2 separate regions of the Anas platyrhynchos genome follow, and region 2 is linked to region 1. Evidence: chromatin contacts called from public Hi-C data. All regions are on one chromosome and are shown on one strand. Each heading gives the region's core, a stretch centred on a gene start, on an enhancer-like site or on the middle of the called end of the contact. The rest is flanking DNA. Distances are from core to core; before and after follow the strand shown. Region 1 overlaps CLMP (CXADR like membrane protein). Region 2 overlaps GRAMD1B (GRAM domain containing 1B).

Region 1 (7,717 bases), core at 3,433-5,932:
TATAGGAGCATGAGATGATTGACTATTAGTCAGTACTTTTCCATTCTAGCTATGATTCAGATAAGGCAGTTCTGGTATTTTCCAACAACTGTGCTGTTCTGGTGTATTCCAGAACCTGGTACTTCTCAGATTGGGCTGTGACTCAAGACACAAGGGTTTGAAATGTGACTGGGGAACCCGTTCGTGCTCTCATGTTGCCCATTGACAAGACGGATGACTTAACATTAATCTTAAACCATAGCTGGGTTTGGGGAAAGAACTATTCCACCACACTCAGCACAAACCTTTGTAGGGTACTCAAAGCAGCCCAGAGATGCTCTGAGGAAAAGGGAATATCCGACAGCCTTAGGTGCTTCAGCCCCCTGAGGATGTGATACATACTGACAGTCTCTGCACAGATCTCATCCATGCAGCTGGAAATCACCAGCTGCATTACTGAAAGGCTTAGATGAGCTGTGTTCCTGTAAAAAGAAGACACCTGGATCATTTTCCTGATGAAATGCCTGGACTAGAGGCTAAGGGACTTCACACATCCCTCTGTACAAACATTTTGTGACCTATTAAATAGGAAGAAGCAGTTCTGATGTAGTCTGTTCTGTTCTCTGTGGTCTCCAGGGATATAAATCCAGACCTGCCTACTTGCACTTGATTTTAAAATACAATGAGAAAAAGGACAGACACAGTACATACATAGCTGCTGGCTGTCTCTGAGGATCCTCAGCTAACCGAATGCTTTGACATTTTTCCAGTATTCCAGAGTCTCTGCAGGGTTTGGACTCAGTTGCGTGTTGGTGTTGAAGGCAAGCTTCCTGCTGGCTTTTTTGGGGGACAATTTTACCTCTTGCGCCTAGGAATGTGTAGGTAGGTTCCTTAGATTGAATGTGGCCACTTGTACTGCTATGAGTCTCTCATTTATCAGCCTCAGACTGGCACTAGGGGCAGCATGGACACTGCATTTAGGGCATTTCTGTGCACGCATGGTGTGCTCTGCCACTATGCTGGTGCAACAGCTCACCACTGCTCGCCACAGCAGTGTTTCTTCTGGCCTCTGTATCACCAGGACGATTCTCGCCCCCTCCTGCGCTTTTTGCTTTGTCCTTGCAAACCTCTAAAAATCAGAGGCTCTGGCTTTGTGAAACGCGGCTTTTTCTCTTCTCCTTGGGCCTTCCTAGCTCTGCAGCGGTTTCAATTCCAAAGACTTCACGTCACCCCCGTGGAAACTCGGCAGCGTGCTGGAGCTGCCTTTGCTTTCTGTTTAACAGCCTCCTCAAACCTCAGCCCCAGCGCATGTGGTTCCAATTACAGAGGACCTCTGCAGTGCTATGAGGATAGGCCGACCCCTTCATTTTGACACAGCCAGCCTGTCCCTGCGGGAACTGACTGCTAGCTCACATTTTTCTCATTTGAGATGCTTTCACTTCACAACCAAATTCCTGAAATCAAAGGGAGGCTGAGGGGAGCAGGCTGCAGGCAGCATGCGCTGGGGGCCAGGTCTTGGTCACTTGGAGCACTTGGGCTCTCAGGGGGAAGGCGACCCCTGGCCTTTCTGTCTCTGCCAGCCAAGGAATACAGAAAGCAGATGTCCCAGAGCACAGCCCTGGCTGAGTTAATTATCCTTAGGAGACTTCCAGCCGCCCCCAGCTTTTCCTCCCTTGCACAAAGAATGCAAAATAGCTGTCTGTAAGAAGACACCATTTTGTATTTATTTTGGCCTAAAATACTGTCAGGGTAACTAACTGTTAGTGCTAGCGTGGTCTGATGGCGAGTGTGCGGTGTCAACCTTGTGGGTTCTTACAGCTCTGTCACAAACTGAAGTAGCTATTCACCATTTTGGTTGTCCACAGCAGAAACTACAGGAAACTTAAAGGGGAGATGCAAGATGATGTTCAGGTCTGTCCTATCGCTACTGATCAGTAATAACTTGAAGAAAAAATGATTCATTTCTCAGCAGAGAAGAAGTAGAACTAGTGTCTGTAGTGTCATTGATACTTGGCTGATCTGAGTTTCAAAATCACTCAACCATCTCTTAAATTTTACTTCAGATGTAGTTTTTTGGCCACAAAGAATTCTGTAGTCAGCCTCCTATTGAAGCATGTAAAATACTAAATTTGTTTGTTACCAAATGCTCAGATCTTGTTCATTAGCACTCGCGAGAGCACTAGATGGAGCGAGGGCAGACTTTTGCTTTTCCATGAAGAAGCTCAGTAAATAAATTCTTACAAGACTGCAGTAAGATCTAACAGATGTGAAGTCTTAAATTCCTGGCATGAAGGAGTGGTTCGAAGTTGCACCATGTCAGGCTGAGCTGTTTTTTAACTCTCAAACATTACTCTTGTGTATATATTGTTTAGACAGATACTCTCTTTAAATACTCGCTTGAGTGGATTGCATGTATTAAGCCTGTCAATAAGCGAGTCAAATGTATGGGGTTATTCAGCTAGAGAAACGTTACCTGTCTGAATAATACAGTGGACACTTACTCTTTGGAGTGTGGACTAATTTAAACTGTTTAAGTAGAAATTTTTTATTCATTTTAGTCAAAATGGTCTAAATGAAGTATACTTCTACAAGCAGTTCAGCCTGCAGGTCTAGCTGAGCGTGGGATTGTTGGACACACCAAGGTGGTTTTCTAACAGCAACCCTGGATTTTGAGAAGAATGTGTTATTCAGAGCACTGCAAGACCAAACCTTCCCCATCATCAGGCAGTGGGATTGCACTGAGGTGTGAAAATAATTCATTTGAGAGCATCCCCAAGAGGACTTGACAGGCTACCAAAATTATTAATTTCTTCACCTGCTTCTCTACTGCAAAGAATGCCTCCAAATGCACGTTTTTAACCTTGTGCACAGTACCCCATAGAATTAAGATCCAGATGCAAACAGCACTGTTAAAACTGAGATGGGCAATATTGACCATAAATAAATTGAAATAAATATTTCCATAATAAATTTCCATAACAAATGGAAAATGTAAGTGGCAGAATAAAAATCAAGTGTATAAATAAATGCTTGGAGCATGAGTGGTAGATATGGTGTTGTGAGGTCTCCTGCTTTGCTACTTGTCAGATTATTTTTGAAATTTCTTACAATTTGCTAGCTTATTGTACTGGAGGAATATAAAAATGTAAGCTACGTCATGGATTTATTTGGAAAGGTGCTTGTGTTTTGACCTTCAAGGCTGAAGTTTCCAAAATGGGGTTAGGCTAGGTGACTGGCCTAGGACAATCCACGTTAAACATCTTTTATTAAGGTTTGCATTTAGTAAAGCACTTCTATAAAACTTTGCTTAATTTAAACAAGTATTTACACGTCACTTCACTAACTTGAATTGGTGACCCTAACTTTTCCAAATGAGCCCTGAAGCTTCAGGAATCCACTTCATCTCCTCCTAGCCCAGGATGCCTCAAGTCACAGGGAAATTACAGGTTGTGTTTCTACTTCTCGGACATTACTGCCTGGAATAGGCTGCTGAAAATGTAATTTTCCGTAAGAAACAAAATAAACTTTCAAAAAAATCTTTAAAGTTTAGCTGAAAAGTTTAGCTTCACAAGGGAAGCCCCTGGGGCCCCGTTTTTGACATTGATATCCCAAATGATCTTGGTTTGGTTATGGTTTGGGCCAGGTTTGCGAGGTGTCACTATGGATTTCTTGTATTACAATTCTTTGGATTTTTGTAAGCTATTCCTTCTAACTGTAGCAGACAAGTATACAATACAGCTTTTTACTTTTTAGAAGTATTGAATATATTTAGCATGACTCCCTAATTCAAGTTGCTTTCTGAAGCTAATGAAAGATTTAAATCTGGAAGCTCTTTAGCTTTTAGCACGTGAATTTGCCTAAAAATGTCAGCATAACATTTTCAATCTGCTCTCTGCATTTATTCTTGTGCATTTATAGATGTGTGTATTTAATGTTCTCAGTATGTGTATTAGTGTCGATATATACGTGTTCTTGGTATTGCATGGCCATGAAAATAAAACTGAGCTTTATAATAATATATGTGAAAGCATGTGTGATCTTGATTGGGATTCATGAAAACACTTCTTTGGGAAAACTGAGGTCTGACAACTCCCAGTTGTGATGAGTATTTTGTTGTGATTGCACTGGGGATGGTTCCTTCTCTCTAAGTCCACTCCAAAAGGCAGGCTTTTCGGGAAATTGAAACCTTCACGTAGTATCTGCAGTGCACTTAAAATTCTGTCACTTAAGTGTTTATATGAGTTCTGGGAAGTACTTGGACTACTGTCCTCATTTTTATTTTGTTGACTCTGAGAATGCAAGGCAGAAGGGCCTGGTATTGATGGCTAAACTCTGCCTGTGTGCCCTGGCTGGCTGGATCTGTCCGTATCCTGAAATCTGGTGCTGTACTGTCTGTATTGTTCTCTTAGGTGCGTTTGCTTGTTATTGTTTAAAATACTTGCTGCTCTGTATTCCTTGGATTTGAAGCATTAACGAGGGATAAATGACAAATCTTTCTCTCTTCTCTACTGGGTGCCAGAGCTATTGTCTTCTTGAACAATTGTGCAAGTGTTAAGGCATTACAAAGGTCTCCTCCCCCAAAGAGAGAATGCTGCAGTGTGTCAGCAAGCCTGGCACCGCACCCAAGGCTTTTTTCAGGCCCGTGAGCCACTGCTTTGCAATGGGTTTAGGGCTCCTGCTCCACAGAAACAAACCGACCTCCCTTGGAGTCGTGGGACGCAGGCTGAGTAAATTGCTGAATGACTTGTGGCAAAGAGCCCCACACAGGATGTGGAAGGGGAAGAGGTTTTTTGGGTAAGAACTGTGGAGCCTGCATACATATTTCATTACTGAGCGAGACCCGGGGGTCTGACATTTGAGAAAATCTTGTCTTAATCTACTGCCATCTGCTGCAGCCAGCACAAAAGGCCTCACCCAGAATGTGCTCTGCCTTTCTGGAGCTGGGTAAGGGGCAAGGTCTGGAGCCCTCTGCACCCACCCAGCACAGCAAAAGGCTTGCCCAGAGCAAGCTGCTTGCTCAAACCCACTGATGTGTGCTTTGGCCAGCATGCAGGGCTGTTTGCTGCTATGAAGGGTTGCCCATAAGGAATTCCTCATTTAAACAATTTAGGCTGGAAAATAACCAAATGCTATCTGCAAACTCCCATTTCTTTGAGCTGTTCTTGCTGGGTCTCATCTGCAGATAAATGAGAGAACCTCAGATAGCATTTATTCTGTGAATAATAACTCAAAGTAACTAGATTGCTGCTCAGACATGGTCTCTAGTTCCTTTCCATTTCAAAGACAAATTCCAGCTCATGTCTAAAGGCAAATTTTTGTTTCTGTGTGATTGTCTCACTTATTGCCACAGTGAGACAAAAAAGCATGAGGAAAGCATGTGAGCTGTTTGCTTCAAGCTCTCTTCAGATTTTAAACAGGTAATTTTGATAACCAGCATCCTCTGAGTACTTCTAGGAAGCTGTATTTTGAGCTTCCTTTTGTCTTTGTGCAGGTATAGGTGACTGGAAAGAGAAAGTGAAGGTTTTGTCTAGAGCACCTGCAGGCTTCCTTTAGAATTTGTAGACTTAAAGAACCAATAAGGACCAAAGGGATTTTTTTTGAATAAGAAAGACAGCTATGTCATGGAAAAGGGAGCACAAAACCTGTGTGATGCTCTGGTATTCAGTTCATATGAATACAGCCTGCAGTTGCATGGTGAATCAGCTTCCAAGTACCTGATGGTGAATGTACCATTGAAAAGGCCTTAGGTGCTTTAGGAATTTGCAGATGCTTTCTTGCTAGATGGCTCCCTGATCTTACTCCTCTATAGAAGATGAGTTTACAGGTGAAGGACTCTTGAAATTCAGAGCCTGCTTGCTGGGGGCAACAAGAATAGACCAAGGTGCCCTCCTAAAAAGTCTATCCAAGGCAGTGATGAAGGAAAGTGATACAAATATACTCCATCAAAAAGCAATTTTTAATCCCAATCAGAGTTTCTAACGTAAAACTGCGTCTTAAAATCTAGAATACCCCGTGATATGTATACAAAATCTCAGTGCTCTGCTGGCATTGCACTCTGAAGCTGCTGCAAATGTGATGTGAATGCTCGCTACTGTTGCGCTTTAATTAAACTTATTGATCAGCCATCTAGTGAGTATCAGCGTGTTAATGAAGGCAGCCCGCAGCAATGTGGCTGCAGGAGAGAGCAGGCATTTGTCTTAGGCAGAAGGTATAATTGTATTTGGCAGATGGAGCTTTGGGACTAGTGAATCCAGTGATAAAGTGGATTAATTTTCCCTTTAAAGAAAGCAGCTAATGTGACTGAAAAGGAGCTTTCATGCTCATCAATTCATGCAGAGATCTGTGCAGAGCGGAGTGTTTGATCCTTTGCAAGACTCTACCTGTCTGATATTTCAAAGTGTTTTTGGTTTTTGTACATGTGTGCGTGTAGCAGATACCTTCTATACAAGTGCTCGACAAGCATTGACTGAATATTGGGAGCTGAGGGATGGTCATGGTCTGAAAACAGGAGTGGGAACAGGGTGGGTAATTCTGTTCAGAATAAACAGAGTAACAGAGAAAGCTAAGACAATGTCACTTGATGTCACTTTTCCTTTTTTTTTTTAAGGTTAAAGTCTCCCAGTGTTTTAATGCAAATGCAGGAATAAATTTAGCCTACGTAACTACAGCTTCTCAAGCTCCTGCCAGTAATCTTGCTATGTAATCATGGGGTTGTGTGTTCAATACACGTGTGACGTATCTTCCTCCTGCTGCCAGCTCTCACTGTTTTAATCTGTTTCATGGTAATTGGTCTAAAAATTGAGAGATTTCAGCTTGCTTCTTTTCACAGGGGAAAAAAAATAAAATAAAAATGTTTGGGGGCTTTCTTCTTGCACAGCAAAACTTAAGAACAACCCAGCTGCACTCTGAAGATTCAACACAGAAGGCAAATGGCATTCATGCCACAAAGCCACGTGAAAGCTCGCTTGCAAACATTTTCATTTGGTTTTGTAGCAAATCTGAGAGTCTAATCTGAAAATCTAAGCACACAGGTTTTCCTTTCCATACCTCTGATCTTTTTTTGGGCTGGTTTTAATCGAAACTGAGCTTACCAGAGCCCGTGTATTGTCTGGGCTCTGGTATCTATAGATCTGGAGATCTATAAAGCAAAGAATCAGCCCTCTGATTCAGTTTAGTTCTAGCAGGGCTGCAATACGGAAGGAAACCGGGACAGAAACTGCGAATTTCGCTATGATTTAAGCGGTGCTGGTTGAAAATTACACTTTTATGGGATGCGCCATCTGCTGGCTTTGGCTTCAGGGCGTTAGCTTGTGTTTGGGGTTTTTCCTTGTGAACGTTGAAAGGACGCAGCTTCCATCTAGTGGTTCGTCTTGGCAACTTCTTTTTTCCTGACAAACCGTTTTTGATGACTTCTGGTGCTTGGTTGGGTTGTTTGATGTTGCTGTTCAAAGAGACTTCGCTATTCTACTCGCACCATGCTTTTGTAAGGTTGCCAGGCTGTTTTCTTGTTTCCAGAGCTGAATTGCATGCAGAAACATTCAGTTTTAGGAAAGAGACTCTAAGCATCATCAGGCTGATGTAGGAATAAATCTATGGACTCCAAAGGTCTTTCAGGCTAAAACGTCACTTACAAAACAAGGGAATAAAAGGAGAGGGCAAAACCAAGGAGGCAATCTGCAATTTTGAGTGCACGGAGGATGTAGGTGGATATATTAGCAAAAGTTTCTGTGACTTGAGC
Region 2 (7,810 bases), core at 3,830-6,329, 110 kb before region 1:
TTTAGAGCAGTATTGAAGTTTTTGTACTGCAACAGAAGTTCGCAAGGGCTCTGAGGCACAGCACAGGCTTTGTTGGAAGGTGAATCCACACAAGGGGTCAGCAGCTGACAGCACTCTGCATGGAAGCTTGCGGACAAGGGCCAAGGAGGCTTACACAGAGCAAGAGGCCTGTGGAAGGAGATGGTTTGCAGCGCTGCACCCCAGCCTCCTGCTGGCTTCACTCCTGCTTCTCCATATGCCTCAAGCTAACAGCTGTAACACTGACAATCCCAATGCTCCCCAAGGACACAGCACTGATGGGGTGACCACCACTTAAAGTCTGCAAGGGAAATACTTACACAGCTGAGCCCTCTGCTCTTGGTAACAAGAAGGAAGGCTGAGTAGGGTCTGCCCAGGGCCTCAGATAAGGGAAAAAAGGGACAGTGAAATGAGTCCTCTCCTCTTCCTCATGTTCCTGAGCATCACGAGCTAGCAACACAGCCACATGAGGCCTGCCAGACCTCCTCTGCATTCAGTGAGATCTGCAAGGCACGCTGAGGTTTATCAATGATAACACCAGTCCAACAGAGACAGAACTGATCAGGAAATGGAGAAGCGAGATCTGAATCCTGCTTTGCCCTGCTGTTGCATCTGTTGTGACCATGTCTTCTCCTGCAGCTGTTACTGACCTGCGTGGAGGTTCTCACACTACAAGCTCTATGCCAAAGCCAACTTTTTGGAAGGGAACAGGCAGGTATTTTGCCATGACTGCTTGGAGCAGAGGACTGAATTAAAAATGGTTTCTTTTTGGTGATGGAGGGGATTTGCACAATCTATTCTCCTTATCTGCACAGAAACTATTCATGGTATCAATTAAACTCCCTCTCACCAGTGGCTATCAGCTAATGCCCAGAGGCACGATATTACATTACTACAGAAAGCATAAAATAACCCTGTTCTCAAGCTTGCCAATAGCTTTGAACTCATCAAAGCTCCAGACTCACATGCTGAGCAACAGCAACAACAAAGTGCATGAGCATGAGCACACCAATTATTCCTGCTGGGTCTCCTGCTTGTCTCTGGCCCCAGTAAGACAAGCAGGAGAGGTATCAGTCCCTCCACACCCCTCAGTCACAGAGAAGGGAAGCACAGGGACTACTGCTCTTGCTTTGAAGTCACAAAAAAATTTTAGTTCAGTTTCCTTAAAACTAAAGAGCAAGAGTAAAAGAGACAGTGAGTGGAGCACAACTTTGATGAATCAAATCCAGCGCAGACTTTCAGTGAAGAGAGCACCCTTATCTCCACTCAAAGAGGTTGACTGAGGATTTTAGGGAGAAAAGATGACTTTCTATCGGGTGGCTTAACCCTCTTACAGGGCAGACCCAATGAGCTGGGATGCCAGGTGCAAAAGACGACTCCCATTTAAGACAAAGACAAAATTCATCTTATTCCAGCTGCTTGTTAGCAGCCTGCCTTATCCAACAGAGCCAGATCCAGGCAGACTGTAATTAACAACAGCCCGTCTTCAAAAGGAACAATGCTGGCGTATGAGGAACAGGGCAGGTGCTATTTCCATTCACAACAGCTCTGCTGACAGTAGCAAATCTGGCAATCCGAGTGGAGGAGAGCTGCTCTTAAACTGTTCTTCTGTCTTCCACAGCCAAGAGTCAATGCTGGGGCTCAGGAAGCAGCAGCAATTAGGAAGAGGGAAGACACTAGCTCTGACCCTAATTATTAACCATCTTTCCGATGTGACGAAGGAGATTAGTGCCATTCTGGTTAAACTCCTCCCAAGTTAGTCCACTGAATGTTAAATCCAGCTGACTAAGGAACGCTTAAAGGAAGTATGGATATTGATCTAGCTCTAAAGTTACTGCAAAAGCATCAGGGTTATGCTCTGTGACACTCTGGAACCTCCGCCTGAGCTCTTCACAACAGGTTCACCACTTTTGAAAACCTCCCTAAAGACCATGCTTGCATCCACCCCTGACAAATAATGGTTATTCAGGTGTTTAACTAATATCAGGACCCTCGTGGCCAACAGAAGTAGCTAACTTTGTTGTGCCTCCGCTTGCAGGTAAATGGGCACACAGTACATTAATGCTAGCTTCTCTTCGTGTCGGGGGAAAAGGGATGCAGGCTAGGAAGATGCAGCATAAGCAAGTCATGGGTACATTGCTAAAATACAGAACTCCTACTGACTTGTTAAACACCCCAAGGATGTAACTTTGGCACAAGCATCTTAAAAGTTTGATCTCATTTCAGATCTTCACACAACTTCTTAGAAATCCAAACAGGAGGCAGAATTTCTTAAACTTGTCTATGTCTTGAGCCATTCCCTAATCTTTTTGCAAGCTCTCGCAAATTTTGAGCCATTGTTTGAGAAACACTTAGTAACTTACACAAAGGAAAGCAAAGGAAAAACAAGTCCCACAGCCCTGGAATTATCAGAACAAGATACTGTACACACTGGGGGACTAATTAAGCTGCAATCAAGATGTAGGGCATATTAAAACAAAACATTGTAAGACTAGCTGTTCCCCATTTCCTCCATTTTGATATGATCACTGTAAACTGCTACCTGCTTCTCTCCTCTCCTTTTCACATCCTACTGCTTTCTATCCCCGTACTTTTCACACTCCTCTTTTGACCTTATCAGTGTTTCTCCTCCTCAGACTGTGTATGAGGCTAAGGACTGATTTTCCCTCCAGTTCAGTAGCTTAATATTTACTCTTAATTAAAATTCCCCGCGTCCTATACCTGATAGGTACTTCAACGTCATGACAAAGAACAAGACCTTGGTTCAAACAGAAGCAGGCTCATGACCTTAGACTTCATTTAGATGAAAGTTCAAGGCAATTCATTCATAACCTTGTCTTGTTACAGGGACTAGTGACTGTGTACGTGCACATATTTCACCCAAGTCTCTGTCCGTCTGCATCCCAACCTTGTCCACTCTTTGAATTAGTTTAAATGAAGCAGCTACTGCAAGCACAATTATTTGGACACCATCTCAGCTCCGCTGCTTATCTTCACACTCATGTGGTTGGGGTGTTTCAGCATCTGAGCAACCCACAGACTTAACTCACTATCTTTTTTATCTGTTTTCCTGAGGTTAGAAAAGAATTGACCTCCTCATTACACAGACAGAACATGAAACAATTCACCCAAGCTCACACAGACAGCAGGCACCTGAGCCCAGGCAAAACCCAGCTCTCCTTCTAGCCTGCCTCTTTTCCCTTACATGGCCCCAAAAATACCTGCACAGCATTTATTTACCCCAAGACAAAATAAAAGCTGTATGGGCTCCCTGTCAGCATAAACAATCAGGTATGATAGACACATGACAACTTACATGACTGTGCAGAAGGCCAGCTTTTTCCTCAGAGAAGATACACGCAAGTGGCAGCCCTGCTTCACCGCGGTGCTGCAGGACACCTTGTCAGGGCACGGGTTCTGGACCATGGCCGTACTTCTCACTGCACCAGCCAACAGCAGCGCTCACACCTCAAGGAACACAACTGCTGGGGAGAACCGAGTGCATCTGCCAGCAGAACAAAACTGAGTCTTCTCCGAAAGAGCCTGAGGGTTGGAGCACGATCCTTGGAAGTCCATCACCGAGCAGTTAACTCCACTAGCAGCATTCCCTGGTACCATCTTTTACAGGAAAAGCACGCAGTTAAGATCTTGGCTCTGCCTAGTCTCGGTGTCGGCCATCCTCAGCTATGTATTCCTCTCCATATATATATATTTTAAATCTCAGAGTCAACATAAAAACTCAGCATCCCTTTATTTGGGCTGGAGTAGCTTTCAGCACTTTTCCAGACGTACTGAAGTGGGTGCAGATCTTTGCTCACTCTGCTCTGCTCCTTCCAGTGCAGCACAGACTCCTGCCTGCAACACCAGGGGCAGCATGCCAAGAGAAGGTGCACCCTTTGGTATACACCACATGATTTCTTGCTGTCTCCTCTTCTGCTCAGCTTTTACCACAACTCACAGGACTGCTGAAACCCTTGTTATTTTTACTTACAGCTTCTGTATGGTAAGTCAATGAAACAAGCAGAGGGAACTGCCTGCAGGTCTTTACCATTTCGACTGTGAGAAGAACTCGAAACCTGTGGTCTGAGGACCCATTGTTACTGGTCAAAATACCACCACATAAGGACAGTGAGAAAGTACCTCCTCGTTCATTTGTAAAAGCCTGGCAGCTTCAAGATGCTTCAGAAACCACCTTCAACTTTGCTAGTAGGAACAGCAAGCACTCAAAGATTTCATTAGCCTACTTCACATCTTACAGGAAACTTGAAATGCATTTCACTACCAAAAGACATTTTTGTCAAGTTTCATGGACAAGAGTCACTGCTATCCAAAGCAGCTGTACTAGCAGAGCTCGATGAAATTACTTTGGCAAAGGAAAAAGAGATAAAGACAATTTACTTGCCTTCATATGGGTCATTTTAGGATCAGTATTTTTCCATGAAACCAAACCAACTTGAAATTTATTGCGGGCAGCAAGAATGTTGCAGGTCCCCTGATAACAGAGAGGTCAGCGTGCTCTCCACCACCCCGGCCCTGCATAAATAGGTCTGAGCTCCAACAGTGCTCCAGCTGAAGCATCTCTTCCAGACACTAAGATGCTCTCAGCACCAGTCTAAAGGCTCTCAAAAAGTCTACATGTGAAACCTGCAGCACTTCCAAATTATTCCCATCTTCCTATGTCCAGAAAACCCTCATCAGAGTATTAATGAAGCCTAACCTTATTTAACCTACAGAGTCCAAAATGAAATGCTATACCAGCATGCATTACACAGAGGAAGCCCAGGTATAATCTAAGTGTCCATCTGCTTTGCTGTCAGGTTCTTTATTTACTAGTTGCAAACATCACTCCCCACTAGTCAATTATGCCAGGCTCCACAGCACCAGAGAGACCGATAATTGGAGTGAAACATATGGAAGAAAAGGTTAGCTGCAACTACCAAGTGCTAATTCAGAGCCAAACTCTGTTGGGATATTAATTAGCTCTTCAGGGTCAGGATGTTCTCTCCAGTGAGTCAATTCCTCAGATGCCTCCTCAGCTGCTATTCAGTTCTTACTCAATCCATTGGCCTCTGATATCACAGTGGGGAATTGGTAAGAGTTCGGTAAGAGTTTACCCTCCTGGAGCCAGTCGGAAAAACCTTCGACCTCAGAGACAGCTTGCGTGGAATAACTGAGTAACAGAGCTGAAACAAAGCTCTTCTCTGACTATGCCACAATAAGAGCACACAGAGCAGAAGCCATATTCAGATGCTTCTCATAATCCCCTATGCAGCAGCTATGATCCACGATCACAACATTAAGGAAAATGCAACAACTCCCCTGTGCAACGCAGTAACAAAATCACACGACTTTCAGAAACCAAAGACCAGACCAAACACTGGGGCCCAAAGGTGTTATTAGGGAAACAGGCCTGCAGGAGCTGGCCCAGGACAGAAAGGTGACAGCAGTTCAGGGCTCATAATTCATGCACAGCAGAAGAAAAAGTGGTTTCAGACTCACAAGATGAATTACAAGATAGAGCGAAAGTCTTAATAATCATATAGTCCTTGGCAAAGCAACAATAAATCACACACAAAAATAAGCATTTGTTTTTCAACAGCTTTTGTGCCAACACTGCACTTTAAAGTAGTCATTAATCAACCCTAAGTACAAGAAACTTAAGTTGCTTCTCAAACTTCACAGTAGTTTTTTACTGAGCTGCTAGAAAGGAGCTGTAGACACCTGGGGACTGTCCCCACACATCACATCTAAAATACAATAGCCAGTCTCAATATTGTACTTGGTAGGGACAAGAATTACATACAAAATTTCACTTGTACACTCAAGGATCAGAGCTGCTAATGATCAATACAGAGGGGATTTGATGAAGCTTTCTATACCAGATAAAGTTTCAGGGAATTAGTCTGAGAATGAGCCTGAGGATAAAATTTAGGCTACGTCATGGGCTGGATGTGTTTGTCCCAAGTTCTACTTTTAAGTACATGGAAAAATATGCCTTTTTTAGGCATTGATAAGACCGGTTAAGTCATGCTTTTTTAAGTATGTGACATTTCTGGTTAAATAACTGAGAAACAGAGGGAAAATGAGGTCTCAGTCAGCCCAGACCATCTGATTTTACTGAGTGTTTCCAGGAATTTCCCCTAGTTGAGCATGAACAGACGTACCTGTCGTCACGCATATGAGGGCTCAGGAATCGAGACGAGTCATCATCGTGGCTGCTTTGCTGGCTGCTCTGCTGACTGCTGCAATAGAAAACAGAAGCAATTAAGACAGATTTTGATAAGTCCCTGTGAAACGTTTTGATTTTAAAGCCAGAACAAGAAAAAACACAAGCTTCATTCTTCATATATTTAGAGATACAAAGAAAAATATAAGGAAGTAAGCTCATATCTGACATACAACAGGAGTGACTGGTTCGAAGCCTCTTACTTCCAGTCAGTAATGCTTTTCTAAGAACTTTCAGATACAGAAGTAACCTTGCACGTTGTCTACAGAGTGTTTCATCACACCACCCCACAATGGTTTCATACAGCTTAACGTTCAACTACCAAACCACTATCTGTTCATATGCCCCCGCTTCCGGACAGCAGGACAAAAGAGCAGTTAAAATGAACTCTTTTTAAGGATAAAGCAGCCAGAAGTGGTCACCACCAAATTTCTAATGGAGAGTTGCATGTTGAGCCCACAAGATGTCACTCTTCCCCTTTAAATGGATAATTTGGAGGTGTTTATTTTTATTTTTATTTTTTTAAATCCATTGTATGATGTTGCCTTTATTCCCTCCTAGCAGCCTCAGCCTGCTCCAGGGACTCATCAGCGTTCCTGCTTCTCATTTCTATAGCTTCGTGTTTCTTTGCAAGAGCTTTCCTTCTGAGCCCTCAACAGGTCTGATTCTGCCTTCAGATACCCGACTGCAGCACAACACAGATATTCTTGGGGCATCCTTAATCTGCACAGCCTGGGTACCCTGGCTATGGAGCCATGGCAACACAGCTTCAGCACAAACTGTCCAGCCCCACCTGGGACACTGGATGCATTTGCCTGAACACACACCATGCTAAAACACTCTCTGTTCACCGCTGGCAGAACCTAAGCAGCTTGAATAAAACCAGTTCAGGTATACAGATGCATGCTGCAATCACAGCTTCTACTGCAGTGTAGACAAATCTGTGTAATAGATTGCACATCACATACCAAAGGCACAGAAGCAGTTTCAAAAAGGCCCATACTGCATTTTTTTTTTCTTCTTAGAAAGCATTAAGCCTCCAGAAGACCTACTTTTGGGTAAAACAGCACTAAAACACCATAGTGAGATTTTTCTGTCAAGTCTACTTGTTCATTTCTCTTCTGTCTCTCTTCAAATCAATTCACCCAAAAACCCCATTTCTTTTACTTCTTTAAATGTACTCTGTGCTCACATGAAGAAATTGTTACAGCTCCTCTTACCTACATCTACTTAGGCATTTCAACTCAATTACAGTACAGAAAGGATAAATAAAATTATCATTTCAGGTAAGTCAACATATTTGTTAAGCCCTATGCAAAAAGCACTACTTTTGCCACCACAGAAATTAACAGAGCAAAGCATGAAGAGGCTTAGAAGTTCATCTGTAATTGTCTTGGTACTTCCAAGGCACGAAGAAACCACTAAGCAGACAGAACAGGAACTAGAACCAGAAACTACGTCAGCGACAGAGAGCTACATCCTCAGGTACTAAATAGCATTGCTTCAACAAATCTGTATAAGAATACGGTGGCTTGTTAGCGGCTTTTTTTTCTTTTTTCTTTTTCT

The links. A called contact is a pair of places that touch in the nucleus more often than the background predicts.
Region 2: a Hi-C map of F5 follicle shows a contact between it and region 1, with 2.9 times the contacts expected there. The contact joins two enhancer-like sites. A contact is called at or near these places in 5 of 8 Hi-C or Micro-C datasets (F5 follicle, liver, skeletal muscle and 1 more).

What each region holds. Positions count from the first base shown.
Region 1 is chr25:7,618,761-7,626,477 of IASCAAS_PekinDuck_T2T, reverse strand. All of the region lies in intron 2 of CLMP (CXADR like membrane protein), which reads left to right. Among named protein-coding and RNA genes, the nearest start is that of HSPA8, 17 kb to the right of the region's middle. Within about 2 kb of position 4,682, at least 4 of the 8 cell types and tissues checked have an H3K27ac peak or open chromatin away from gene starts, as enhancers often do.
Region 2 is chr25:7,729,875-7,737,684 of IASCAAS_PekinDuck_T2T, reverse strand. GRAMD1B (GRAM domain containing 1B) reads right to left here. Exons shown (of 24, transcript XM_072027759.1): 5 at 6,183-6,260. Among named protein-coding and RNA genes, the nearest start is that of GRAMD1B, 74 kb to the right of the region's middle. Within about 2 kb of position 5,079, at least 3 of the 8 cell types and tissues checked have an H3K27ac peak or open chromatin away from gene starts, as enhancers often do.